Linked DNA regions of Mus musculus: all the other regions are linked to region 1. A link is a contact called in public HiChIP or PLAC-seq and promoter capture Hi-C data. All regions are on one chromosome and are shown on one strand. Each heading gives the region's core, a stretch centred on a gene start, on an enhancer-like site or on the middle of the called end of the contact. The rest is flanking DNA. Distances are from core to core; before and after follow the strand shown. Region 1 holds the start of Rrn3 (RRN3 RNA polymerase I transcription factor homolog (yeast)). Region 2 holds the start of Myh11 (myosin, heavy polypeptide 11, smooth muscle). Region 3 overlaps Myh11 (myosin, heavy polypeptide 11, smooth muscle). Region 4 holds the start of Marf1 (meiosis regulator and mRNA stability 1). Region 5 overlaps Marf1 (meiosis regulator and mRNA stability 1). Region 6 overlaps Marf1 (meiosis regulator and mRNA stability 1). Region 7 holds the start of 2310015D24Rik (RIKEN cDNA 2310015D24 gene).

Evidence for each region. Promoter capture Hi-C pulls out the DNA fragments that hold promoters and counts their contacts. HiChIP or PLAC-seq counts read pairs in DNA pulled down with a chosen protein or histone mark.
Region 2: a contact with region 1 is called in a promoter capture Hi-C map of pre-B cells, with 4 times the contacts expected there. The contact joins the promoter of Myh11 here to the promoter of Rrn3 in region 1. A contact is called at or near these places in 2 of 39 promoter capture datasets (cranial neural crest and pre-B cells) and 2 of 9 other capture datasets (adipose tissue and liver).
Region 3: a promoter capture Hi-C map of liver shows a contact between it and region 1, with 2.5 times the contacts expected there. The contact joins the enhancer-like site here to the promoter of Rrn3 in region 1. A contact is called at or near these places in 5 of 39 promoter capture datasets (the C10 cell line, cranial neural crest, liver and 2 more), 1 of 484 Hi-C or Micro-C datasets (bone marrow-derived macrophages), 2 of 115 datasets of contacts at active chromatin or transcription factors (both in bone marrow-derived macrophages) and 2 of 9 other capture datasets (adipose tissue and liver).
Region 4: a contact with region 1 is called in an H3K27ac HiChIP or PLAC-seq map of extraembryonic endoderm stem cells, with 5 times the contacts expected there. The contact joins the promoter of Marf1 here to the promoter of Rrn3 in region 1. A contact is called at or near these places in 13 of 39 promoter capture datasets (the 3T3-L1 cell line, the C10 cell line, cranial neural crest and 8 more), 1 of 15 datasets of contacts at CTCF or cohesin (large pre-B cells), 9 of 484 Hi-C or Micro-C datasets (CD4 T cells, CD8 T cells, the HPC-7 cell line and 6 more), 26 of 115 datasets of contacts at active chromatin or transcription factors (the 230-238 cell line, CD8 T cells, the NIH/3T3 cell line and 15 more) and 4 of 9 other capture datasets (adipose tissue, embryonic stem cells, liver and 1 more).
Region 5: a promoter capture Hi-C map of the HPC-7 cell line shows a contact between it and region 1. The contact joins the enhancer-like site here to the promoter of Rrn3 in region 1. A contact is called at or near these places in 9 of 39 promoter capture datasets (the C10 cell line, the HPC-7 cell line, cranial neural crest and 6 more), 8 of 484 Hi-C or Micro-C datasets (the HPC-7 cell line, the STO cell line, cortical neurons and 5 more), 5 of 115 datasets of contacts at active chromatin or transcription factors (bone marrow-derived macrophages, embryonic stem cells, neural tube and 1 more) and 1 of 9 other capture datasets (adipose tissue).
Region 6: a contact with region 1 is called in an H3K27ac HiChIP or PLAC-seq map of microglia, with 5 times the contacts expected there. The contact joins the enhancer-like site here to the promoter of Rrn3 in region 1. A contact is called at or near these places in 6 of 39 promoter capture datasets (cranial neural crest, frontonasal cranial neural crest, liver and 3 more), 1 of 484 Hi-C or Micro-C datasets (the STO cell line), 3 of 115 datasets of contacts at active chromatin or transcription factors (embryonic stem cells, microglia and stem cell-derived neural progenitor cells) and 1 of 9 other capture datasets (liver).
Region 7: a promoter capture Hi-C map of embryonic stem cells shows a contact between it and region 1, with 3 times the contacts expected there. The contact joins the promoter of 2310015D24Rik here to the promoter of Rrn3 in region 1. A contact is called at or near these places in 9 of 39 promoter capture datasets (the 3T3-L1 cell line, 3T3-L1-derived adipocytes, the HPC-7 cell line and 4 more) and 1 of 115 datasets of contacts at active chromatin or transcription factors (pancreatic cancer cells).

Annotation. Positions count from the first base shown.
Region 1 is chr16:13,779,155-13,782,564 of GRCm38.p6, forward strand. Rrn3 (RRN3 RNA polymerase I transcription factor homolog (yeast)) reads left to right here and starts at 1,545. Exons shown (of 18, transcript NM_001039521.1): 1 at 1,545-1,685; 2 at 2,839-2,944. The coding sequence starts at 1,603. It also overlaps the pseudogene Gm6354.
Region 2 is chr16:14,289,634-14,293,043 of GRCm38.p6, forward strand. It overlaps Myh11 (myosin, heavy polypeptide 11, smooth muscle), which reads right to left and starts at 1,775. Exons shown (of 41, transcript NM_001161775.1): 1 at 1,643-1,775.
Region 3 is chr16:14,192,855-14,196,264 of GRCm38.p6, forward strand. It overlaps Myh11 (myosin, heavy polypeptide 11, smooth muscle), which reads right to left. Exons shown (of 41, transcript NM_001161775.1): 41 at 1,673-2,330. The coding sequence ends at 2,198. It overlaps Nde1 (nudE neurodevelopment protein 1), which reads left to right. Exons shown (of 9, transcript NM_023317.2): 9 at 1-74. Among named protein-coding and RNA genes, the nearest start is that of Nde1, 31 kb to the left of the region's middle. Within about 2 kb of position 1,542, at least 17 of the 459 cell types and tissues checked have an H3K27ac peak or open chromatin away from gene starts, as enhancers often do. A contact at or near this core is called in liver, where this site is marked.
Region 4 is chr16:14,157,554-14,160,963 of GRCm38.p6, forward strand. It overlaps Marf1 (meiosis regulator and mRNA stability 1), which reads right to left and starts at 1,721. Exons shown (of 27, transcript NM_001081154.2): 1 at 1,591-1,721. It overlaps Mir484 (microRNA 484), which reads left to right and starts at 2,073; the gene lies at 2,073-2,139.
Region 5 is chr16:14,127,338-14,130,747 of GRCm38.p6, forward strand. It overlaps Marf1 (meiosis regulator and mRNA stability 1), which reads right to left. Exons shown (of 27, transcript NM_001081154.2): 17 at 2,309-2,529; 18 at 1,414-1,556; 19 at 1,174-1,307. Among named protein-coding and RNA genes, the nearest start is that of Marf1, 30 kb to the right of the region's middle. Within about 2 kb of position 1,779, at least 22 of the 459 cell types and tissues checked have an H3K27ac peak or open chromatin away from gene starts, as enhancers often do. A contact at or near this core is called in the HPC-7 cell line and bone marrow-derived macrophages, where this site is marked.
Region 6 is chr16:14,111,086-14,114,495 of GRCm38.p6, forward strand. Marf1 (meiosis regulator and mRNA stability 1) reads right to left here. Exons shown (of 27, transcript NM_001081154.2): 26 at 3,098-3,268; 27 at 1-686. The coding sequence ends at 445. Among named protein-coding and RNA genes, the nearest start is that of Marf1, 46 kb to the right of the region's middle. Within about 2 kb of position 1,871, at least 54 of the 459 cell types and tissues checked have an H3K27ac peak or open chromatin away from gene starts, as enhancers often do. A contact at or near this core is called in microglia, where this site is marked.
Region 7 is chr16:13,519,269-13,522,678 of GRCm38.p6, forward strand. 2310015D24Rik (RIKEN cDNA 2310015D24 gene) reads right to left here and starts at 1,839. Exons shown (of 4, transcript NR_160674.1): 1 at 1,722-1,839; 2 at 380-507; 3 at 1-254.

The DNA of each region.
Region 1 (3,410 bases), core at 295-2,794:
CATCCATCTAGTGTTCTGGAATCTAGCCTCAACATCCGAAGAAAAAGTATGCTGGATAGCAAATTCTCTAAAACTGTCTTAAGATTTATTTTATGTGTTTGGGTGGGTTTTTTTGTACATCTGTGTGTCCCTGCTGTGCTCACAGAGGTTTAAGAAGCCCTGGGACTGGGGACTGCAGTTAGAAACAGTTGTGAACCTGGATCCTCTTTTGTTGTTTTCAAGACAAGCTCTTTTTGTATTGCCTTGGCTGTTCTGGAACTTACGCGATAGTCTAAATAAACTAGCCTCAGATTCAGAGATCTGCCTGTTTGTGCTGAGATTAAAGGTATGTACCATCATGCCCAGCTCCCCAGCCTGGGTTCTCTTACCCATGGTAACATCGGTCCAACTCTCCCCTCTGGCTTTTTACCAGTCTCCACACTTCTGGCTAGGTCACTGTGTAATATGTGTTTCACACAGAGTAAGGTGTGAAAATGTGTCTAAAATGATATACAGGATCCTTCTATTTCCACCTCTCCAGTGCCTGTATTACTAACATTAAACCGGGCTCTTTACCTGAGTAACCCAGGTCCTAATAGTTACCCATTGGCTTTGAACTCCCTTTTTTTGGTGGTGGTGGTGGTGGGGGAGGAATGGATCTCTAGGAGGTGGGCCTGGGGCCCTCACTGTACAACTTGTTCCTTAGCACTATTTCCAGAATCCTTCATCACACCTGGAAGTTCTGGAGGACAAGAATTGGGGTAGATAGGCAGGCCTTCAAAGGCATCTTCTGCTCTGAAGGCCAGGCCCACTGTGGCTGGGGCCTGTGGCTTTGCTACCTGACTAGTGAAGCCACATTCCCCCAGAGTTTTCTCATCAAGGAGCTGGTTGTCCTTGAACAGCAGCTCTCCTCAGGAGGCCTCTTCATGATGCCCTCAATGATGCGCTTGAGTGCCAACACCAAGCTTGACTCCTTGGCCTCAGTGAAGATGGTGGTCTTCTTGTGTGGGGTCATGAGAAACACAGCCATCCCTGTGGCTGCTTCTGGCTTGATGCACGGGACCAAATCTGATGGCTTCTCAGGTTGTCCTCAGCAGGAGTGATCTCTCAGTGTCCCTCGGAGTCTTGCCAAAAGTTAAGAGAGCCAACATGTTGTTTGAAAACCAAAAAAATCCCAGCCGTTCGATTTTACCAATGAAGACTCAGGGGCCAGATGCTGGGGTGCAAGCCTGCTAGGTCAGAGAGGCAGAGAAAGCACCCAGCTGACCTTCCTCCTCCACTCACTTCCCAGAAGGAAACCCGCTTTGAACTCCTTTTATCCTCCCGCCTCCACCTCCTGAGCGCCAAGGTCACGTGCACACGCCTCTAAGACAAGCTTCTTTTTGAAGGAGTTTCTGAGGAATGCGGCCACCGATTGCCCCGCCAAGCTGTGCCAGCCTATTTCTAGGAAAGCTTCAGGCCGGTTAAGGTCAGACGCAAGCCTACCCGCCTTCTTGCTGCGATCCTTACGCTCTGCTCACGTGGGCCGCGTCCCGCAAGGGGCTGCCTTCTGCAGCGCCACTTCCGGGGCGGGTAGGTCGTGGCTTCCGGCGCAAGGCCGGGCGTTCGCTCAGTTCAGGCCGAATGGCGGCCCCGCTGCTTCACACGCGCTTGTCGGGCGATGTGACGGCAGCGGCCTCTGCCACGCTGAGTGCGTCGCGGACTGGGTAAGATCCGGGCGGCCTCCGCCTGCGGGTGCGGGGCTCGAGCCCGCTGAGAGCTCTCCGCATGTGCCGAGGGGGCCGGGCGTGCGGGCTCGGCTCGGGCACGCAGGAGCCTCTGGTTCCCTCGGGTCCCCTCTGCCCGGGCGAGCCTTGTCTGTTCCATTGTTTCCCACTCACTCTTGGGGCACCCTTGTGGGACTCTAGGCTAATCTTCCGTGCCTTTCCTCTTCCCTCTCTTGGCCAAGACATGGGCGGCATTTCCAGGGTTTTGGATATCTAGGGGAAAGCTGTCACTGGTGACCTATCGAATTCCAAAAATTTTGTTTGAAATTTGTTTCTGTAGAAGCAAGCAGTAGCATAGTGGAACCGTATATTATATAAGCAGTCCTTTTTGCCCAACATTTTAAAATACCTATCCCTATAAAACATTTGGAATCTAACCTTTAGATTTTGTCTGATTCTCTTGTTTAAACGAAGTAAACCTTGTAAAGCACTTAGCATAGTACTGACAATTGTTAATAAAGTGTGTATACTCTGTGTTAAGGCACTGGGGACAGCAGCTTATCCAGACACTAACCCATACCCAGCAGAGCCGGAGGCGGGGCAGTGGGGTGGGGGGGCGGCGGCAATACATGGATAAGATAGTTTCAGGTATCAGTAAATGCTATGAAGAACTACAACGTTCCAGGATAAAGCGTGAGTGTATGAGGTTCTGGTGGAGAGGGCCTCTGACATTTGAACTCCAACCTTGGGAAGAGTGTTTCTAACAGCGAGTAGCAGGTGAAATGGGAATCAGCTTGACAAATTTGAGGAATAGAAAGGACATCACGCTTTTAACAAATGATTGTATCATGAGATCAGGGTTAGGAAAGGTGGCTGGTTAAACAGGATCTTACAGGGTTAATGTGGGAATATGGAGTTTCTTTTCCTTCCCTTACTCTTAATAAGATCTCATTATGTAGCCTAGGTTGGATTCTGCCACAGCTTCTGAGACAGATTTACTGAGGGAAGAGTGGCTTCCTGGGAGAGAAGGTTGGAAGGAGGGATATCATTTGAGAAACTTAAGCCTCATCACACAAAATGATGTTGGCTCAGCCATGCTCCCTGCCGTCATTCTCTGTCATGAATTTGATAACTGGTCTTCCTGGTTCTTCAGGCTTTCCGATATGCTCGCGTTAGAGAGCGATTTCTTCAATTCTCCTCCGAAAAAAACTGTTCGGTTTGGCGGAACTGTGACAGAAGTCTTACTGAAATACAAAAAGGTACGAGGAGGTGGGGTTTGACTTTGCTTAGTCAGAGTTTAAAAGGCATTAAACCGAAGAGCAAATTATCAAGACTTTGGGTTCCTCCTCCTGAGTACAACCCCCCCCCCAAGACAGTAAAGAGAATAAGATGAACTTTAGCATTTGTGTGTACGTTTATTTAGGTTTCTCAGTGGTGGGGATTGGAACTAGGACCTTATCCACACCAGGAAAACAGGTCTAGTTGAGCTCCTACATAGCCTAAAAATAAATTTTACACTGGGCTTGGAGGCTTGTGTCTTTAATCCCGGCATGTGAAGGCAGAATCAGGTGGATCCCTGAATTTGAGACCAGCCAGGGATATATACAGCCTCTGTGTAAAACAGTGGCCCTCAACCTTCCTAAGGCTCTGTGTGACCCTTTTAATGCAGTTTCTCATGCTGTGGCGACCCCCAACCATAAAATTATTTTCTTTGCTACTTCATAA
Region 2 (3,410 bases), core at 525-3,024, 510 kb after region 1:
ATACAAGGGCATGTCTGCCTCCAGCCCAGCCTCTCACAGAAAAGTAATGATAAATCCATAGTGACTACCTTGTACGGAAGAGAGGCTCTATTTCAGATATAACAATGAAAGTCCATAGTGCTTATGAAGCAAACCCACAGGTTTCTCCAGGGTGGCTCAGCACGGGCGTGTTTTGGGGTCACCCAGCCTCATGGACTCCTACCACATCTGTTTCTCTCTAGGGAACAGCCTTTGTCAGTTTAAATTGGTAGAAGGTTTCAATCTTCTTCAAAAAGTGGTGGAGTCCACCAGAAACAGGAGTCCAACAAATTTTGGTTTTCAGGAAAGACAAAGAGCTGTCACGACAAGATGATCAACTTCGTGATGAAGTGTATATAATGATTCAAATAACTTGATTCCACTGAAGTGCTGTTAAGTACCTGGCTTGTTAAGTGTGCCATCAACCACATCAAAAAAGAGAAGGTGTTCCTTGCCATGAGAGACTTTTGGACCTGTATGGTCAAGCTCTCTTTCTTTAAGTCAAGTCTAAAATAGCATCTTGAAGTAAACTGAGCAAGAGAAGAACCTTCACCAGAGGACACAGAACGGAGCAGAGCAGTGTGCTGAACACAGCCGGACGTCCCTTCTTTCCCAGCAAGCTCCATGGCTTCTCGCAGTTCTTAGAGGTAGAACCTAAACAGCCTAGTCCCGGCTTTCTAAAAGGTTTCTTTTGTTCTCTGACAGACATAACTTTGAAAGGTGCTTTCCAAACAATTCTGAACTGGAATCGCAGAACTTTCTCCTGCTAGTTCCTCTCTCTGTCCTAAGAGTAACCTTCCCACTGAGGAGCCCCAAACCCAGCGCCTGCTCACTCGGTGCACCTGGGGGTGGGGAGGCAAATGGAGCCTCCGCACCCACCTGGACATCTGAGGCCCTAACCAACCAGGAGAAGAACTCCCTTGTTAATTCACAGAGTCTGGGGTCTGGAAGGGAACAGAGTGAAAGAAACTAGCCATATCTTACAATAAGCAGCCTTGTCTACCAGTAACAATCCACAGCAAAATCACCTAAGTAGATGGAAAACACACACACACACACACACACACACACACACACACACACACACACACCACAGCCTGTGCTCAGAACTATCAACACTTTCACCCATGTTTCTGAGTTACTTTGTGCAATGGTCAGTGGATTATCCATCCCATGACCTAGTCAGACTAACCTTGGGTTCCGATCACCATCCCAAATACTGGGATTTGAACCCAGGACCCGCAGTGCTCTACCACAGCACATTTGTCCACTGTGCAGCCTATAAACACTGGTTGGTTTTTAAGTAGACCATTTTGTTTTTTAGACTCTAGTCTTAAAATACCTGGAATTGGGCCCAGCCACCAGAATCTTTAATTGCTTACTCCACTTTCCCAGGTGGTTCTGCTCATGGGCAACCTGGGGATGCTGGTTTGACGTGGTGGGTAGTGGGGGGGGGGAGGGGAGTAATCACAGGAGGTCTAGAATGATCCTGTACCCGGCTTCTTCCCATTGTCCTTATAAGAGATAACAATCAGGACCCCTGGAGTCCCCACTCCCAGGAGGATGCTTTAGAAGGCTTAAACCCACCACCCAGGCTTGCCCCTAAGGGACCAACTCTACTTACAGATCTACTCCGGGGGTGGATTAGCAGGAGGACACCGGATGGAGAGCTCGGATCTGGCACTGATCCCAGGCTGGGATGGTCCAAATCTCTCTGTAAGCTTCGGACGCCTGGCTTTATAGAGTCAGCGCTATCTGAGAGTGGAAAGGGGAGGTGGCTGTCGGACGTCCGAGAGTGGGAGGATCCTCTTCCCTTCGCGGCGCCCCCTGCAGGTGAGGAACAGAGCCGCACTGACCCACAGCCTCAGGCTTCGCTCCCTGTAGCCACCCAGATCCTGGGTCCTTACAGAAAAGGAATCCGGTATACAGAGTCTGTAGGGAAACGTGAGAATTTCTCCCCCTAGGTCCATTCCAGCTGGATTTTAACCTCTTCCTGTTCATACATACTGGAGGCTTGATACCTCCCACTCTCCTTCATCCCCTCTTCATTCACCTGCCACCTCTTAGATCTGAGGGCGGTTGTGTTTAGCAAAGGGAGGGGAAAGGTGATTTTTTTTTTTTTTTTTTGAACTCTGCAAGGTGCAAAGCAGGTCACCGCATATCCTCCAGTGACTGCTGGGAATGTGTGGGAAAAGAAAGGGAAACTTGTTTTTCCTAACTTGTTCTTTGCAGTTCCATTCATGCTACAACCAAAATTAAATATAATCCCAGGGTGCCTGGAACCAATAACGTGGTTTCTCTGAACATCGTTGAAAAGCGGGGTGCTGCTGGAGAAAGAGTGCATTATGGCACTTGGAGGATGCGTGCTAAGACCCTAAGAGAATGCGGGGTACTTGCTGGTCCCCCGCAAGTTCACAGCTGTCCCCCCTCAGCAAGGGATACTTCTCAATCTCTTTCCCTTAGCCCTGTATGGATCTAGGTCCCTGTCTCCCTGTCTCTTTTGTCGGACCTGACACACTCTCCATTACACTCTAGCTTTGATTTCCCTGTGACGATTTTTGTTCTGTCTCTATCATTTCATCTGTTATGTCCCTAAAGTCAGTTTCTTTCTCTCTCTCTCTCTCTCTCTCCCTCCCCCTCCCCCCCCCCTTGCACACACACCACTCAGGCCATAAAAGGAAGTCGAGGCAGAGCTGGCCCCACGCCAGACCGGGGACGCCTCGCTCCCCGCGCGCGGACCCTCGAGGTCCCGGGCTGGTCCTCCCTCCTGGGCCTGGGCGGGAGACAACCCAAAAAGGCCAGGCGCAATTCTCGAAACAGGAATTCCCAGCGTGGCATACCAGCGGGGCTCTGGCTCCCCCTGACTAAATATGGTCCCGCGCAGCCTCCCGCTGAGCCCGCGGGGCGGTATAGGGACCCCAGTGCTCAGACAGGAGCTCCAGACCCAGGTGCAGCTGGTTCTTCCAACCCAAGGATGATTCTGGCCAAACCTGCCCCAGCCCTATTTTGCAGGCCAGAAGACTGAGTCCTGTGAGGGTCCTTAGCAAGCTCAGTACTGTTTAATACCAATGTTCACTCTGGAGAGCTGAGTTACGGATCACTGTGTACAAAGCCAACAGGGGTGCTGTGTGGCCTTTCATATCCCAGCCCATCTGGACCCCTTCCATATCCGTCCAGGACCAAGCTCACCTGCTTCTCAGACTTGAAAACATCTGGATCTTGGTCCTCCCCATCCCCATTCCTAACCCCATCCCAGCCTCACTGGGCAGCAATACACAGAGCCAAGGACAGCAGCTTGGCTGCCTCGATGTAGAGGTGGGGGAGGAGCCCTCCACATGATGGACGAGGCTGCTTCCCCAAAGCCTCTTCGCAGCTGCACGTAAAAGGAATGG
Region 3 (3,410 bases), core at 292-2,791, 410 kb after region 1:
GCGTCCTTTCATGTCTGTGCACAGGGCCATGAAGTTTGTTTTTAACCAAGTAATAAAATAATTGAACAAAAAAAGTGTTTTGTGCATTGTATATGTAGTTGTTTGTGTGGATTTGTAGAAACGAGTACACATGTATGGGAATCAAGCCAACATCTGGTGTCTCCCTCAATTGTATGTGTGGTGTATGTAAGTAAACAATTGTATGTGTGGTGTATGTAAGTAAACAACTGTATGTGTGGTGTATGTAAGTAAACAACTGTGTGGTGTATGTAAGTAAACAACTGTATGTGTGGTATATGTAAGTAAACAACTGTATGTGTGGTATATGTAAGTAAACAACTGTATGCGTGGTGTATGTAAGTAAACAGTTGTATGTGTGGCGTATGTAAATAAACAGGTTTGCACACATATGCACAGAGATTGATGTTTAGTGTCTCCTCCCCCTTTTTTATTCCATTCATTTACATCTCATGATATCCCACTTCCCAGTTACCCTTCCACAAGCCCCCCCATCTCACAGCCCCCATCTCCTCCCTCCCCTCTGCCTTTATGAGGGTGCTGTCTGTCTTCTTTCCACTTTAGTTTTAAGCCTGTATCCACCGTTAGGTTAGGTTTTCCTCCAGGGTGGGGTTACAGAAGTGTGCCGCCATGCCCAGCTTTTATTTGGGTTTTGTGGCTCTGAACTCAAAGCCTCATACTTGCAAAGCAAGCACCTTGCACACTGAATCTGATTTGTAAAAATCTCTATTGAAGTCAGCTTTTCAGCAGTGATGTCAGGGAAATGTTTGTCAGTCATTCCAGCTATAGCAGCAATCGGCAGGGGATTGATTGGCTTTTCAGCTTTTCAGTATTTCCTATCTTTTTTTTTTAAATCTGTTGAGTCGGGCTTTAGGAAAGTTTGCATGGCTAGAACTTTTGCCAAGCATGTCTCCCTGTCTCCCTTAAGCACTGTAGTTGGAGAATTAAAGGGCCCTGGCCTGCTTCTGTAGGGTTTTCATGCTAAGAACACTTTTCTTAAATGGTTGTTGGGGGTAGGGTGAGATAGCCTTGGAGTTATGGTCAGCCCTGCCTCAGCCTTCCAAGCCCAAGGATTATGGACATGGGCCACCATGCCCTAAGTGGTTTTTGCTTTTTGTTTTGTTTTTAATGGTTTTGCGCATTTTGTTTGAAGATGAATGTGTTATAGAGGCAGATGTGGTCTACAAATCTGAAGTATTTAAGTCCATTATTTGTGCGTGAGAGAGTATATGCCCCAACACTCATGTAGTGGTCAGAGTACACCTAACTTTATGTGAATTCCAAGGATCAAACTCAGGTCATCAGGCCTGCACTGTGGGTAGTGAGCAGCAGTCCTAAATACTGCATGTCTGGCCTTAATAGAGGTGTCCTGCTGACCCCCTCTGCTAGGCCAAAATACTGTATTGCAATTTAAACAGATGAAAGAAACTTTGTACTTAAAATATTGGTTGAATGTGCTGCCCTCAAAAGGCTTGGGTCCAGAAGTACCATGGACTTTGTGTTTGGGGGATGCTGCGATCTTTGTGCAGCTTGGACACAGGGCCCAGTTCTAAACACAGAATTCATTTGGGCTTCGTGTACACTTTCTTGTAGTGGGATCACTGAGAGGATTAAACGAGTTGCCAAGACAACAGCTGGACAGAAGAGCCAACTCCTTTCTCGTGACTTACAACCTTTTATTAGTGAAAGTGACCATGGGTGCAAATAAGTGTGATTGCTCTGCTCCGCTCGCTCTGGGAGCAGTGTTTCTTTTTTTAATTCAGATGACTAAAAAAGTCACTTGGGCGAAGTGAACTGTGTGTCTGAGGTGTGGCAGGCAGGAAAGGGAAGGGAATTTTCAAACGGGATTTCCTCCCAAACTGGAAGGTCAGGCAGGTCAGGGAAAGGTTGGGAGTGGGTTGGGGGCTGTGGCACCCATTCATGTAACTTCCTCATTTCATGTAAACAAAGTTGCTGGTGACTGTGGCTCCTGACCTGTACGTCTTATTTGGATTTTTCTCTGATAGCCCATCTAAGAACTTGAATTCACACCCTTTGTGCAGGGCTGTGGTTGACTCCTGGTGAGGGGTGGAGTGATTTCTGTGACTTGAGAACGAATGGACACAAGTGCTAAGCAGTCTGCTGGGCTCTGCTGTCGTTTAGTGTTCTGTTTTCCCTGACATGGTGTCCAATCCTGAATTTATTCACTGGCTTTGGTTCCATTGAAGTCTGAGTCCCGAGCGTCCATTTCTTCTTCAGAACCATCTGTGTTTTCAATAACTCTACGGCCCCCAGCCCTTCTGGAAGGAACAAATGAAGCCTCGTTTCCTCTCCTATGGGTTTGAAACAGAAAATACACTTGTCTTTAGTAAGAAAATCTCCCAGTGATTGGAAGAGGCAAGATCAAGGTGAGATCAAACACACACTCAACATGAACGAGTCACAAACAAATTCAGGGTGAGTCCTATCTATTCATTTGGCATGGGATTATTGGTTTTAAAATATTAAAATAGGATTCTGGTCTTGTGTTGGGTTGGGAAAAGAAAAAGGCCAAAACAGGTGTAGGGTAGCGCACAGGCCTGGTGTCATCAGGTAGAAGGTTGTAAAATTATAGATAAAACAGCAGGCCTAGTGCTGTTTTATCTATAATTTCCCACAGGAATAAAAAAAAGGCATGATTTTAGGTTTTCAAAGTGGAGAGGGAGAGTTTCTCAGAGTACAAGCTTTAGTTGAAGGGTGACACAGCGCCATCTGCTGGTGTGTAGCTTCCTGCTCTGAGATTCCCCCATGGTAGAGAGATGGTGTCTAATTTGAGTGTATTTTCCTCATCATGGTCACATGATGCAGAACACAAAGTAGATGTTCAAATGAATAGTTGAAAAATTGTTAATCTGAGGTACATTTTTGTTCTAGTGGGCAGGACAGCCCTGAATCTTCACTACTCCAGCTTTCAGCCTCTGCATGTCCCACCCATCCTGGCTATCCAAGTGGCTGATTTTACTGGAAAGGCTAGATATATAGCATGCAGCCTTGGGCAAGAGAGGAAAGTGGACAGAAAGGGGGACAGGTCAGTTTACTTGAAGCTAGCTTTTGCTATCACAAAAGGTTATGTGGATTTTCAGTGACCTAACACATGATCTTGTTGGGTCAGCACAGCCCTGTTTGACCTGAATGTGAATACAGGTGCTAACACATTTTAGTACAGTTTAGAAAACCAACATTGGGTAACAAAAGCAACTTGCTGGCCATAAGGAGGCTGGAGGGAGAAGCCATGATGGTGTGCCCACCCACTGACCCATTCTTTTCCCCAAAGGAACACATTAGACAGGTAATACACAGCAGATAGGGGCCTCCCTGTGTAAACACTTTGGGGTTTTCTTGAGATGTAGCAATCAAGAATAAATGCTTAAAGT
Region 4 (3,410 bases), core at 471-2,970, 380 kb after region 1:
CAGCCTGATCTAGAGTGAGTTCCAGGACAGCCAATGATACACAGAGAAACCCTGTCTCAAACAACAAACAAACAAACAAACAAAAAACCACACACACACACACAAAAACAAACAAAAACAAACCCCACAAAAATCCAGAAATCCAGGTTTTATATCACCCAACACACTCCACTCTTATTCATAAGAACTTGTTATAATCACAGTGTTCATAATTTCAGCGTGCTTAAATCTTTCAAAGCCAAATCCTAAAATGAACTACCATATCTACCACTTCACTGAGAAACAGAAACGTTTAAAATAAAGTTTCATAGCTAGCTTCAGGTCAAAAGGCTCACCTACCTCTTTCTACACCAAGGTGCCTTCAATATTGCTCAAAGAGCCAGGAGTGGTAGCTCAGGAGGCAGAGGCAGGAGGATATCTGCAAGTTTAAGGGCAGCCAAGTTCCAAGCAGCTGTGGTTACACAGTGAAACTCTGTCGATAGATAGACAGATAGACAAGGCAGGCAGGCAGGCATATATAGACAGATTACTCAGTTCAAACAAATATAAGGAAAAACATTAGTGGCCTGCAGCCTAAAAATTTCCCAAATATTCCTAGGAATTCCATTTAAGCAGCCGAATCAGTCAGGGGAAGTTCTAATGTGAGAGAGTCTTCCTTTCTGAAACTCAGTTTCTGAGCAACTTAGACAGTGGCTGAGAATGCAGTGTGCAACATTGTACTGCCTGCATGTTGGTTCTGAAGGCCACCTATCTGTGCTGCTGTGGGCATGTCATCTTTATAAACATAAGGCCCATCTCTTGTGAGTCTAATCATCATAGCAACCCCCTCACTTATTTATTTGTAGTTTGGTGACAAGAGATACCTGAGGATGAATTATTTCCCAAATGACCTCCCCCCTGCCACAAACTCCCAGTCCTATGTATTTGCTCGTCTTCTACCTTTTAACTAAAATGACTCTTTTTTCTCCAATAGAATATAAATTCCATAACAATATTGACTGTATGTGAATATACGGTATCCCAACCTTCCAACTCAACTGTGCCTCACAAATATCAATAAATGACCCTGGACAAATGTAGAGCTCACTGAAGGTGAAGAAAGACCATTTAGCTGACAATTTCCTTGTATGCAAAACAGAAAGATCCTGGAAAGTCCAAAAGATACTAGTGCAACTAGAAAGCACCACGTTCGTGCTAGAATTAATTGGGGAGGTGGCTGAAACTGAAACTGCATCCAAAGTGGCTATTAAAACAAAAACAAAAAAACAATAAGGGACTCAGCCACACAACTGTCCTTTTTCTCAACTTTCCAACTTTGCACATCCTGCGAAGGTTGCTACTGACACCTGGAGGGCCGGGGAGCGAGCAGGAAGACAAGCGCCAGCTGGGACTAAACGCCTCGGAAGAGACCGGGGGAGCACTGGAGAGCGACTTTTTCGCACGGCCCCTTCGGCAAGTCCCAGTCCCGGTCCTTCAATCCCAGAAGCATCAGTCTGAGGGGGGAAAAGGCGTCGTTTCCAGACCAGCTACGTTGCTGATCAGAGCATCCGGTACGCCCTAGTGGAGTCCCGGCACTGACAGAGGACTCACCTCAGCCACTAGCTCCTTCTTGGCTCACATTCCGACACCGCCGCCTACCCCCCACCCCCCCCAGGCCCTTTATTTTGATTCCCGACTCCGCAGCTCCCGCCGCCGCCGCCAAGCGCTCCCTCCACTTCCGCTTCCGCCCCGCCCCGCCCCTGTCGCAAAACCGATACGCTTCTCTACTACTAGCCCCGCCCCTCTCTCCGAGCCTCCCTGCCTCACCTCTTCCTCCATAATACCACACCCTTCCTCTGCTCCGCCCCCTATGGCCGCTCCCTTTCTCCGCCCATTCCCAGCCCGTCCCCACTCCGCCCAGTCGCTTCCTCCAGTAGCCCCGCCCATTCCCCCGTCCCTCCCTTCCCCTTTCTGGCTCCACCCCTCCCTGAGTCTCGCCCAGTCTTTTCTTTCGCCCCGCCCTCGCCTCCGCGTATTTCTCCGCGCAGGGCACGCTGGGAAGTGGGGGGGGCGGGGCCTCGCGGCCCTGCAGCCTCGTCAGGCTCAGTCCCCTCCCGATAAACCTCAAAATAGGGTCTTACCTAGGGGGCTGGCGGCGTATTTTTTTTAGCAGGAACCCCAGTTTAGGAGTTCTCACTACTGGTTTGATGACGCCATGTCGAACGGATCTTCCAGGCGAAGAACTAGGGAGCTTTTGTGATGGAGTCAAGGAAAGGCTTGCCAGATGGGATTTGTTAGGGTTCCGCTCTAAAAGGTCTTGGGAGCGAGGACTAAGGAGAGAAGATTAATGTGAAATAAAGTATTAATGCTCTGCCTCGTCACGTGATAACCCTTATTTTTACAAATTAAATCGTGCACGTTGCACTGCATCTTTTAGCGCAACCTAGTGGCCAGTGGAGAAAGAACAGTTAAACCTGCCAAATGGGCTTTTGGCAAAGTCCTCCCTACCTATAGCAGTTTCAGTGCTGATCAAGTACATGCAAAGACTGCTGCTGAATATTGACACCAACAGTTAAGAGTACATGATATCCTTACCCAGTTTTATTTTTTCTTTTCAGAGACAGTGTCTCACTTGTGTAGCCTTGGGTTGGCCTGGAACTTGCCCCGCAGACTATGCTGTACTCGAACTTGCAGTCCCTTGCTTTCTGAGTGCTAGGATTAAAGGAGTTTGTGTCACCTGGCAAACGTTTTGTTTTAATAAACCTAGTGCTTTGTAACCAATACTTTTCAGATGACAGGTTGGCCACGAAAAAGAAGATGCTAAAGTTATAAGAACTTTGTGAAATCAAAAATACTTCATGTTTTAAACAGATAAACTGTTCTGTATCCTCGCTACCCCTATCCCCAACCCCACTGAGCCTTGAAGGCTTCACTTTTACTTGACCTAAATATGAGTTGGGTTTTTTTGTTTGTTTTTCCAGACAGGGTTTCTCTGTGTGATAGCCCTGGTTGCCCTGGAACTCTCTGTACACTAGCCTCAAACTCAGAGATCTGCCTGCGGTTGCCTACAAGTTCAAGAAGTAAAAGCATAACCTTTATTTAGAACCATGCCTGGCTTAAATATGAGTTTTCAGGATTCCATAGGGGGAAAGATAATTTCTGAAATTTCTAGCTCTTTGCTGCTTTCTGTTACAAGTTAGGAAAAAAATATAATCTAAATGTAGGCACAGTATAGAATGTCCTAGCTGGTTATTACTTTAAAATAGTTATACTTAAAAGTCTGCCAGAAGCCGGGCAGTGGCGGCGCACGCCTTTAATCCCAGCACTTGGGAGGCAGAGACAGGCAGATTTCTGAGTTCGAGGCCAGCCTGGTCTACAAAGTGAGTTCCAGGACAGCCAGGGCTATACAGAGAAACCCTGTCTCGAAAAAC
Region 5 (3,410 bases), core at 529-3,028, 350 kb after region 1:
TCACAAGAGATCAGCTTTGTCTTCCCCAGCCACACAGCACACAATAAGTACATTTACTTCCAACTAGGTTCTTGGAGCCAGTGGTTCTCCTACAGGCTCAAGGCACAATCCTGGGAAACAAGGGTGCTATTGTGGGAGGTGTAAAATACACGTCATCACCTACAAGATAGGGACAATTTCTATACATCCTGTCTACTACACCTATGTGAACAAGACAGACACAGAAGTCTGGGTGCTTCAAGCAATAAGATGTTATTTTTGTAAAATCACACTTCTGAGCATTCATGTGTTTGCTTATTCATTTGATCTCCAGTTAAAAGTTATCAGCAGAAAGGAGTTACTAGGCATCAAAACTGTAACAAAACAAAAAAGTACTTAAATACTGATCTTCACATCTGTTCATTTTAAATTGATTAAAAAAGGATACTACTAGTTTTAACTCCGGAAGCTTGTGACCTCAGGGACACAGAGACCCTCTCTCTGGCATTAAAGGGTATCTCCCAGACTTGACTGAACTACAACTGGAAAGACAAATGCCACATTCCTCTGTGTTTGTTTTCTTCTAAAATATGCATGGTGAAATAATTCTCAGAGCTAAATTGGATTCTCCATCAGATAACGGGCACTAGAAACATGCACATAGCTGGGAAGCATTTAACAAAACCCTGGTTAGAGCTTCTCCCCTTTGAGTAGATTCTTTGCCTGCCTGCCTGCCTGCCTTCTCTTCCCTCGAGACAGGGTTTCTCTGTATAGCTTTGGCTGTCCTGGAACTCACTCTGTAGACCAGGCTGGCCTTGAACTCACAGAGATCAGCCTGCCTCTGCCTCCCAAGTGCTGAGATTAAAGGTGCCCCACTAACCAGTGTGTTCTTACAGGGCACATGGCTTCCCTTCTTCCAGAGAACACAGGTAATGTTACAAACTACACTTTCAAAGGAACCATTAAGAGCTATGGAAAGAGAAAAGAAAGTGCACCCCCCCTCCACACACACACATACACAATTAAAATAACTCTTCCATTTAAAAGTAAACACTGACTAGACTCATGCCCACAATCCCAACACTTAGGAGACTGAGGTCAGAGTACTACTGCAAGCCTGAGCTATACAGTGAAGTCAGGTCTCAAAAGTACAAACAATAGCACCACTGAGGTAGACAACATCCCTCCATATACCTCTTTTTCGGATACAAATGACCATGTCGTCATCTTGTTGGGACAAGCAAATAGTTGTGTCTGGGATCTCTGATATTATATCAATCAAGTCACAAACACCATATTCCGTGACATCCCAGTCCTTTGAGAAACACCTATGTTTTAACATGGGAAATGGGCAAAGAATGAGTAAAATCACTGCCACAGTAACAAGCTTTACAAAAGACTGCTTTTCTTTTTTAAAGTATCCCATCAACTCACCAATGATAAGCCTGTGAAAAGTCTCTCACGATGACCTGCTTGCTGGCCTGGGACTTAAGAAGTTTTAGTAAATCCTGAGTAAAGCGCTTCACCTGGGCCCTGTGAGTAAGGGTCATCAGACGCTTGGAGCCCATACCAAGAATCTGAAAATGAAATGTTCTAATTACTTATACTATGAAAACCTCAAAAGATACGTTCTTGTGTCAACCTTGTCTCTGTCTTTCTTGCTCTTGTTAATCTCAAGCTATCTCCCTCAAATATAATGCCCACAATTTGAAATGGACACAATTCAGTATGTACAGTTAAAAAGAACAATGACACAACTGTCTGGGGCCAAGATCATTTGTTTGCTTATTTCAAAGTGCCATTATCTCAAAAGATCATGAGCACAAAGAGGAAGTGCACATGTCCAGTCTAGATGACTAATTTCATCTCTAAAAGACAGATTAAGTTTTTCAGGCCTTTTTAACAAGTAGGAAATTATTAAAACACTGTCTTCAGGGAAGTTATAGGCAGTCTAGATAGGATACAATAAACCCTAATCAAGTGACTAATGTCCAACTCATGAAAGGTAGAGCACTTAACACCCTGGTAGGTACCAACTTGTAAGTGCATTATGCTCATAGCAACCCCCTGCAATAATGAGCATACTAGAGAACACTGCTGGAAAGCAAGTGTTAGCCCCTAGAGACTAGAAGGAAAATGCACACAGGCCTCTAAGGAATTCTTTTAGGTTGGAAATTTGTAGTTTCTTGAACACCTGAGAGGGTTCCTGCATTTTGAAGCAAGCTCTTACAGGAAGTTTAGCTCAGAATGTCTGAGTATTTGGCTGTGGCAGCTGAGGTCACAGAAGAACACTCGTTTCTTTAAACAAGCAACCTCTTGTACCCTTTACCTGCAACACATGAGGCACAGCTTCTAGGAGTTCAATCAGCTTGGAATAACCATAGTCTGAAACCCTGCACTGCTTTCCAAAGTGGTGATGGTATGAAGGGATGAAATTGCTGACGGGTAGTATACACGATGGCTGGGTCTTCAGTAAATCAATGACCTCTCTGCTGAACTGAATCAGCTGGGGATTTCTCACAGGACTTTTAGAACGAAGAAGCCAAGGGTCTAGAAAAGAAAAACAAAAACAAAAACAAAAAAAACAAAACAAAACACCATGAGGCCTTAGGCATGGGTTCACTGGCTCAAAGGCTTTTTTGTGTTCTTAGCTCAGGATCACTGTGCAGAGGCAAGCAGCAGTTTCAAGTTTCAGCTTCTACGCACAGGCACCACAGAACCACACGACCAGACCCTCCCACTTACCACAGAGAGGCAAACCATTTGCCCTAATTCTCAAAAAGAAAAAAAAAACAACAAAATCCCCACAAAGCACTCTAGGGTGATGGTAGAAGTGAAGACGAACAAGGACTTTCCAGACTACACTGGCTGTATTTCAAAGATCCATTTGTAACTTGCTCATCATATTTCCCCACAGACACAGTGCAGATAAGCACTAGGAAGGTAGCCCACGAGAATGGAATTAACCAACAGTAGAGCTGAAATTTTACCCGGAAAGCTATGGGAAACCGTCACTTGAACAGGACAGGAAACTGAGGAAGAACCAGATCTATCCACCTACCTCATTATAGCCCCAGCAGGACTGGGCCAGCCTATGAAGACTACATTCACAGCAATATTCCTGTCGGTCTCTTCAATGCTATAACAGGTCTGCTCCATCAGGTTTTTAAAAAGTGCTTACACAAGAAAAAAAGCTTATCTGGAAAAGGGTGTTGCAGAGATGGCTCAGCAGTAAGAACACAGGCTGCTGTTCTTCCAGAGAACCCAGGTTCAATTCCCAGCACCCACATGACAGCTCACAATTGTCTGTAAGTCCAGTTTCAGAGTTTCTAACACCCTCACACAGACATACATGCAGGGAAAACACCAATGAACATAAATACAAATAAATTATTTTTTTAAAAAAGCCTAAATAGAGCGAGTATAGCGGC
Region 6 (3,410 bases), core at 621-3,120, 330 kb after region 1:
TGTGACCCACAGGCTCATGGGCATGCTTGGCTTCTCGAACAACCACAAATCCATTTGCTTAAACAAATGATGGAGATTGCTCAATGGGACTCAAGCCACTTCCTGCTGAGTGATCTCTGCGAATTTCTTCCCAACCACCACAATTCACAACAGTCTAGAAAAATTTGGTGAAATATTACAGATTCCTTAATGGAAGAGTTCTTTCAAATAAGTGGGAGAAATAAAGGAAGAACATGTTTATCTAAAAGTTTAAAAATAAAACAAAAACAAAAACAAACAAACAAAAAACAACAACAACAACAAAAACCCAACCATTTCCCTAGGTGCCATTAATGAAAGTGGCTTCTGGGGTCAAGATATAAAATGAGGTTTTTAAGCCCATTTTTGTGTGTAGAGTCAGACAGTTTTCCCCCATCCTAATTTAATTCCATGTTCAAATGGGAGTTAAAGCTTGGTTACAGGTGCAAAAGAAAAGTTGGCTGCCAATTTGACTCTATTTTTGGGCTGCTTTTTGGCTGGGCTTTCCACTGCATCCTTGCTGAAAAGTGGCCTGGGGGCTTCTGAGGAGGGGCCAGGAGGAGCAGGAGAAGCTGCTGGGCTGCTGGGTGAGGAGTCACAGGACAGGTTTCCCTTTTGCACTGGTAGTGGAACTTCTGATTTTTCTTCTTGGTTTAAAACTAAAACTCCTAGAAAGACAGAAACATAAATAGATTTAGTTCTAGGGCTCATAAGAAGTACTGGTTTTCAGTTCATCTGTATTTAAAAAACAAAAACAAGCTTACAAAACCACACGAGAGCCAGGGGTGGTGGCTTGTAAGCCCAGCTCTCAGGAAGCCCAGACAGGATCACTACAGTGCCAGGCCGGCCTGGGCTACAACGTCAAGACAACACCTCAACACAAACAAAAACAAAAACAAAAATAAAACAGCACCTAGGGGGCGGAGGCGGAGGCGGTTAGATCTCTGTGAGTTTAAGGCCAGCCTGGTCAACAGAGCAAGTTCCAGGACAGTCGGGGCTGTTATTCAGAGAAACCTTGTCTAGAAAAAAAACAAAACTCCAAACCCAAACAACCAAAGCACCAAAGGTCACACTTAAACCACAGTTAGGTATTGGCTACATGGTGAATATTGTATGTCACATAAATAAAATATTTTTAAATGACACATCACTTTTCTTTAGATTGCAAATTTTTAGACATCACAGTGGCTCCCTCTAACGGGAGCTTTTCTTCCTCAGGCTCTGCTCCTTCATCCCTCTGTCTGGTGACTAAGACTCACCAACTTCCTGTGACTGTTCTGAGGCAGCAGAGAGAAGGACCTTAGTGCTCGCTAGTGAGTGCCTGCCCATTCTTCTTACAGAGGCCACATGCTTGCCATGGTGTTGACATCAGAGACAGACAAGGAAAGAGCCACTTGGAATCATGGCTACTTTAGAAGGTCAGCTGTTTTCTTCAGTTTAGATTTCATGTAGCCCACATGTGTTTGAGAAAGACAGACTTCTGTGTCTTAGATGACTTCTATGTGTAGCAAGAAACCCCTACAGGCCAAGTAATAGTGACAGAGGGATGACACTGCCCCAGCTTCTCCTGAGATGGGCAGGAACCTGTGCTCCGCAAACTCTTGTTCTTCTCTGTCACAAGCATTTGGAAGAGCTCCTGTGTATGTGTGCATAAAGGCCAACACCCCATGAAGAAGCAACTCTCCACCTCCACCATCCCCAACCCCTCATTTCACAGTGAGCCTACGTTCTTATTGGCTCTTTCCCTGTAATAAGCAGCTTCAAACTCTCCTGGCCCTATCTGGGACCAGCAGTGTCAAATACTGCCTTACAAAGACTACGGAGAGTGGAAGCGAGCCAACAGTAGAGAAGGAAGTATAGGCAGAAAAGGGAAGAGTCAGATTCAAGTGACAAAAGGGGAAAGTAAAGGCTTTCCACAGAGCATCTGGGACTCCTCAAAGATAGAGTGACAAACAGTCAAAAGGCTTTAGTCACTTAACCTGTAGAGCAGAGGTGGTGGCCCATCAGCCCCAGCACCTGATACAGGGGTAAGAAACTGAATGGACTTCACCTCAGGCTAACACTAAGTTAGGAAGTTAAGAGACCAGCATTTAATTCCAGCACTCAGGAGGCAGAGGCATAAGTATCTCTGTGAGTCAAGAGACCAGCATAATCTACAAAGCAAGTTTTAGTCTAGCCAAAGCTACAGTGAGATCCTGTCTTAAAACAACCACCACCACCAAAGAGGTCACTTTTCTTGTTTTTTTAGGTCACAGGAATCTGGGACCTCAAGCCATAAGAACCTTGCTCAGACTAGCTTCGTAAAGCCAGAATCCACTGGGACCTAAGTAAATGTTGTGTAGCAGGGGACAGGTGTTGCCTAAGGAGCAGCTGAACCTCAGACGTGGTAGGAAGGCCAGAAGTTCAGAGGACCTGGGACAGGACTCATTACTCAAGGGCTCCTCCACAACCCAGTAACATTGGCCCCTTAACTTTAGATTATACCTGTGGGGAGCCGCCCTCACATTCGCCGTTGCAAGATGGCGCTGACATCCTGTGTTCTAAGTGGTAAACAAATAATCTGCGCATGTGCCAAGGGTAGTTTTCCACCCCATGTGCTCTGCCTTCCCCGTGACGACAACTCGGCCGATGGGCTGCAGCCAATCAGGGAGTAATACGTCCTAGGCGGAGAATAATTCTCCTTAAAAAGGGACGGGGTTTCGCCACTCTCTCTCTTGCTTTTGCTCTTGCACTCTTGCGCTCTTGCGCTCTGGCTCCTAAAGATGTAAGCAATAGAGCTCTTGCTCTCTTGCACTCTTGCTCCTGAAGATGTAAGCAATAAAGTTTTGCCGCAGAAGATTCCGGTTTGTTGCGTTCTTCCTGGCCGGTCGCAAGAACGCGGGTAAGATATACCAGGTTTGTAAATCCTATTAGCAGACACTCCAACAAGGGCGGGCAGAGGCTGAATAGTCGGCACAGGTACTTTTACACCTGAAACAGTATTGCTTTTTCCTGTGTTCATCAGGCACCTCCTACACTGGCATCGTGAGTCATCTGTTAGACCCACAGACAAGTGTCCACCATATAGGCTGCAACCTACCCAAAGGCTCTTGAGGGTGTTCCTCAAACTGAATGAGATCAGCGGGCTTCAGGATGACAGGATCTGGTCTTAGCTGAGGGGATGGCAGGCATGAAGGAACAGGAGCACAGAGCAGGTCAACGGGGGAGCTGCTGGCCAGGTGCAGAAGCTCCTGCTCCATCTGGCTGGGTCCTGCAGAGAGGGAGGAGACAGACAGCTATAGTCAGACAGGCACAGAGGTCTGCCTGAGGCTTTCCTCAGCCTCCGAAGTCAGCATCAAGTAATCAAGCAGCGCATGCTCTTTCTCTCCCATAGTCATTCATTCATTCATTCA
Region 7 (3,410 bases), core at 589-3,088, 260 kb before region 1:
GAGCCATCTTTCTCCATACTTCCACCTTACACGTTCTTCTCCAGGTGGCTTGGACTGCAGAACAAAGCCCCCCCGCCGGGATGATTGCTTGCGGACAGTGTTCACAGGGACTCGGCGGCTGAGGTCAGGTAGGGATGACAGGGTTGTTCAGCAACCCCTAGAGAATTTCCAGATCTGGCTCCATGGTGATGCTATGAAGTTGATCAGCATCTCCATCTGGGACCTGACTCTCTCCCTGCTCAGGGTCTGGGCTCCTGAAAGAGAATGGCTTTGTATAGAGAAGAGCCCTTTGAGCCCCTCAGAGTCCAGAATGAGTATGCCCTCAGGATTACACCTGCTCTTGTGGTTTTTTTCTACAGTACTGTCACACCTTACTGACCTGCTGTTTAAGAGGAGGGTTCTCAGGCAGGCTTCATCTTGTCTTTGATAACATCTGAGTCACAGTCACTTCTGTCTTGCTACATCCCTTTTGCTGTACACTGGGCCTTATTTTCATTGTCATCTCACCTTTATAGAAGCAAAAGGAAATGAACAGAAAGCAGAGCTGATGCTCCACTGTGTCATAGCAGCTGGTGGATTGTGAGACTCGGGATGTCCAGGCAGTGATCTCAAATCTTTTTGCCCCATGTCTCTTTTAATGGCTTTGGTTCTGATAGAGAAGCCATGACTCTGCATAGACACTCCAGTTTTTCTTAAAATGCTTCTCTGGGCACTGAGGAGATGCCCCAGGAAGTAAAGCATTTGCCATTCGAGCATGAGGACCTAAGCTTGATCCCCCAAGCCCATGCAAAAATCAGGGTGTGACCCCAACACTGGGTGTGACAGAAGGATCTCAGAAGCTCCTTGGCCAGCCTACCCAACCTGGTGAGCACCAGGTCTCAGTAGGAGACCCTGTCTCAGAAACAATCAAACGAAAACCAAAAATCTGTAGGTAGCACCCAAGGAAATTTACACCCAAGGTTGACCACGTGCGTATGGTCATGTGCACACACACACACACACACACACGCACACGCACACAAACACAAACACACACATTGCATACAAGCAAATGCTTATCTTTCTCCTTCTTCTTTGTGGTACAGAGCAGAATGAAGCAGAGGGAGAGAAGCTCTTTCCTGCAGAGGAACGTTTGCTTCCAGAATTGAGCTGTTTCTCGGCACACTGGTCTATTTTTGCAGTAGAGCTGGCTGCCCCATGCCAAGGTTTCTCACCGCAAATAGAAGTTCTGGAAGGGCCTGCTAGTTTCCTCCAGCCTTCAGACACCTCTTCACATTTCATCTGGTTTATCCTCCCCATTCCCAAAAGGAAATATTTGGAGTATTTTCTGTTCCAGATAGGAGGCTCTCCCCAGGGCGCCCGGCTGGGCAGGAGCCTCATTTCACCCTCAGCCCTGGCCTCTGGTACAGCTTTCACTATCCGGGGAAGCTAAGCTTAGCTCCAGTGTGCCAGTCTAGATCCTAAACTGTAGTCCCAACCATGAGTAAAATAGAGTCCCAGAACCCCCTCCCGTGCCCCTGGTCCCTTCCAATCCCTGGCCCTTCTAAATGGCTGAGGCCCACCTGTCATTGAAACCAGGAGTTGGAAGTTCTTTACACAAGGATCATAGGCAAGATGACATTCAACTGAGACACTTTACAAAGAGATGCCTGAAGTCTGAATGTTCTAGAAACTATCCCTTATAGTTGAATCAAAACAGATGGAGTAAAAAAACAACAAACCTGTTGGTTCTCTGGTTGACCAGGGGGATTGCCAACCTCACAAAGACGTCAAGGGGCCAAAACTTCCTTTAGTTTGTCAGGGAGAAAGCTAGTTCTGGAGGTACTCAGAGTGAGCTTTAGAAGGTTCCAGAACAACAACAAATGCAGCAATCCGAAAAGTTCTCCCATCGCCTAAGTAACTCGGTGTCTTCCAGACTTCTTGTCAGACAGCGACTGAGTGATGCTGTAAACTGCTGTTAGCTTTCCTTTCTCCTTTTGGGGACGGTAGTAATAATGACAATACAGCTCCTGTCACATCAATGAGGCTCTCAGTGTGAGTGACAAGAGCGTCTTAGAGTTGGACTCCTGTACGTGAAAGACTCATTTTCCACGTGGCCCAGCTTGTTCAAACCTAAGGCACTGTCCATTTCAGAGTGCAGACTCCTGATGTCAACAAGACTTAGACACAGATTTGACCCTGAACAACTGTGGGACTTTCAGGGACTTCCAAGCTCTTGTGGGCACCAGAATCCCCAGGAGGCTGTGTCTGCAGACTGCTGGGCTGCATCCCTGGAGCTGTGAGTCAGTCGACCTGGAGTGGGGCCCAAGAATGTGCCTTTCTGAGTAGTTCTCAGGTGACACTGATGTGTCGGGATCTGGGCCACACCCTAAGAATAAGCAGCTTCAAAGACGCTGGCCCTGCCTCTGCCTCAGTGGTGGAGGTCTTAGTGAATCGTGTTATCATTCTGCTCTGTCCTGCCTTCTCCACGATTGTCCTTAACATCTTTAACTGATTTGAGGCGTGGGGTGCTGTGGGAATTGTGGAGAAATGTGTGTATGCTTGTATGAGTGTGGAAGCCAGAGATCGCTGTCAGGTGTCTTCATCAAGCGTCTCTTGCTGAACTCGACTCACCAATTGCCTAGACTTACAAGCCGGCCAGCGAGGATTGCCTGGGTCTACTTCCTCGGCTCTTGGATTACCGGCTTCTCTGTGGATGCTGGGGATTGAACTCGGATCCTATTGCTTGTGTGGCAAGTACTTTACATCTGAGCCATTTCCCCAGCCCCTTGTTTATTTGTTTTTGACACAGAGTCCCACCATATAACCCAGGGTGCTGCTGATCCTCCTGCCTCCTCCCTCCAATGCAGAGATAACAAGCGTGTGCTGACACATTTGGCTGACTTTAATTATATATGCTTATCAGAACAGTGTGATGAGTTTTTCTACGAATGTATACAGTGTTGGCCTTCATCAGAGTTGGGTAGGGAGCATAAGCATTCATCATTTCCTTGTGTTAGGAGCCTTTGAACTCACTTCTAGCCTGGGCTACATAACAAGACCCTTCTCAATATATAAATACAAAACCTGTTAGGTCCTAAAGAAACTCAGGACAAATGGCTAACCATGGTGCCTAATTAATATGCTGACGTGCATGGTGGCTGCAGGCTCACTCAGTACCTGCGGTTCCTCTCTGCCTCTCTCACCTCATTCCCTACTCTAAACCTATCCAGCTCAGGGGCTTCGCTTCCCCTGTGTCTAAGTTAGGGTTTTACTGCTGTGAACAGACACCATGACCAAGACAATTCTTATAAAGGACAGCATTTAATCGGGGCTGGTTTACAGGTTCAGAGGTTCAGTCCAGTATCATCAAGACAGGAGCATGGCAGCATCCAGTCAGGCATGGCACAGGAGAAGCTGAGAGTTCTACA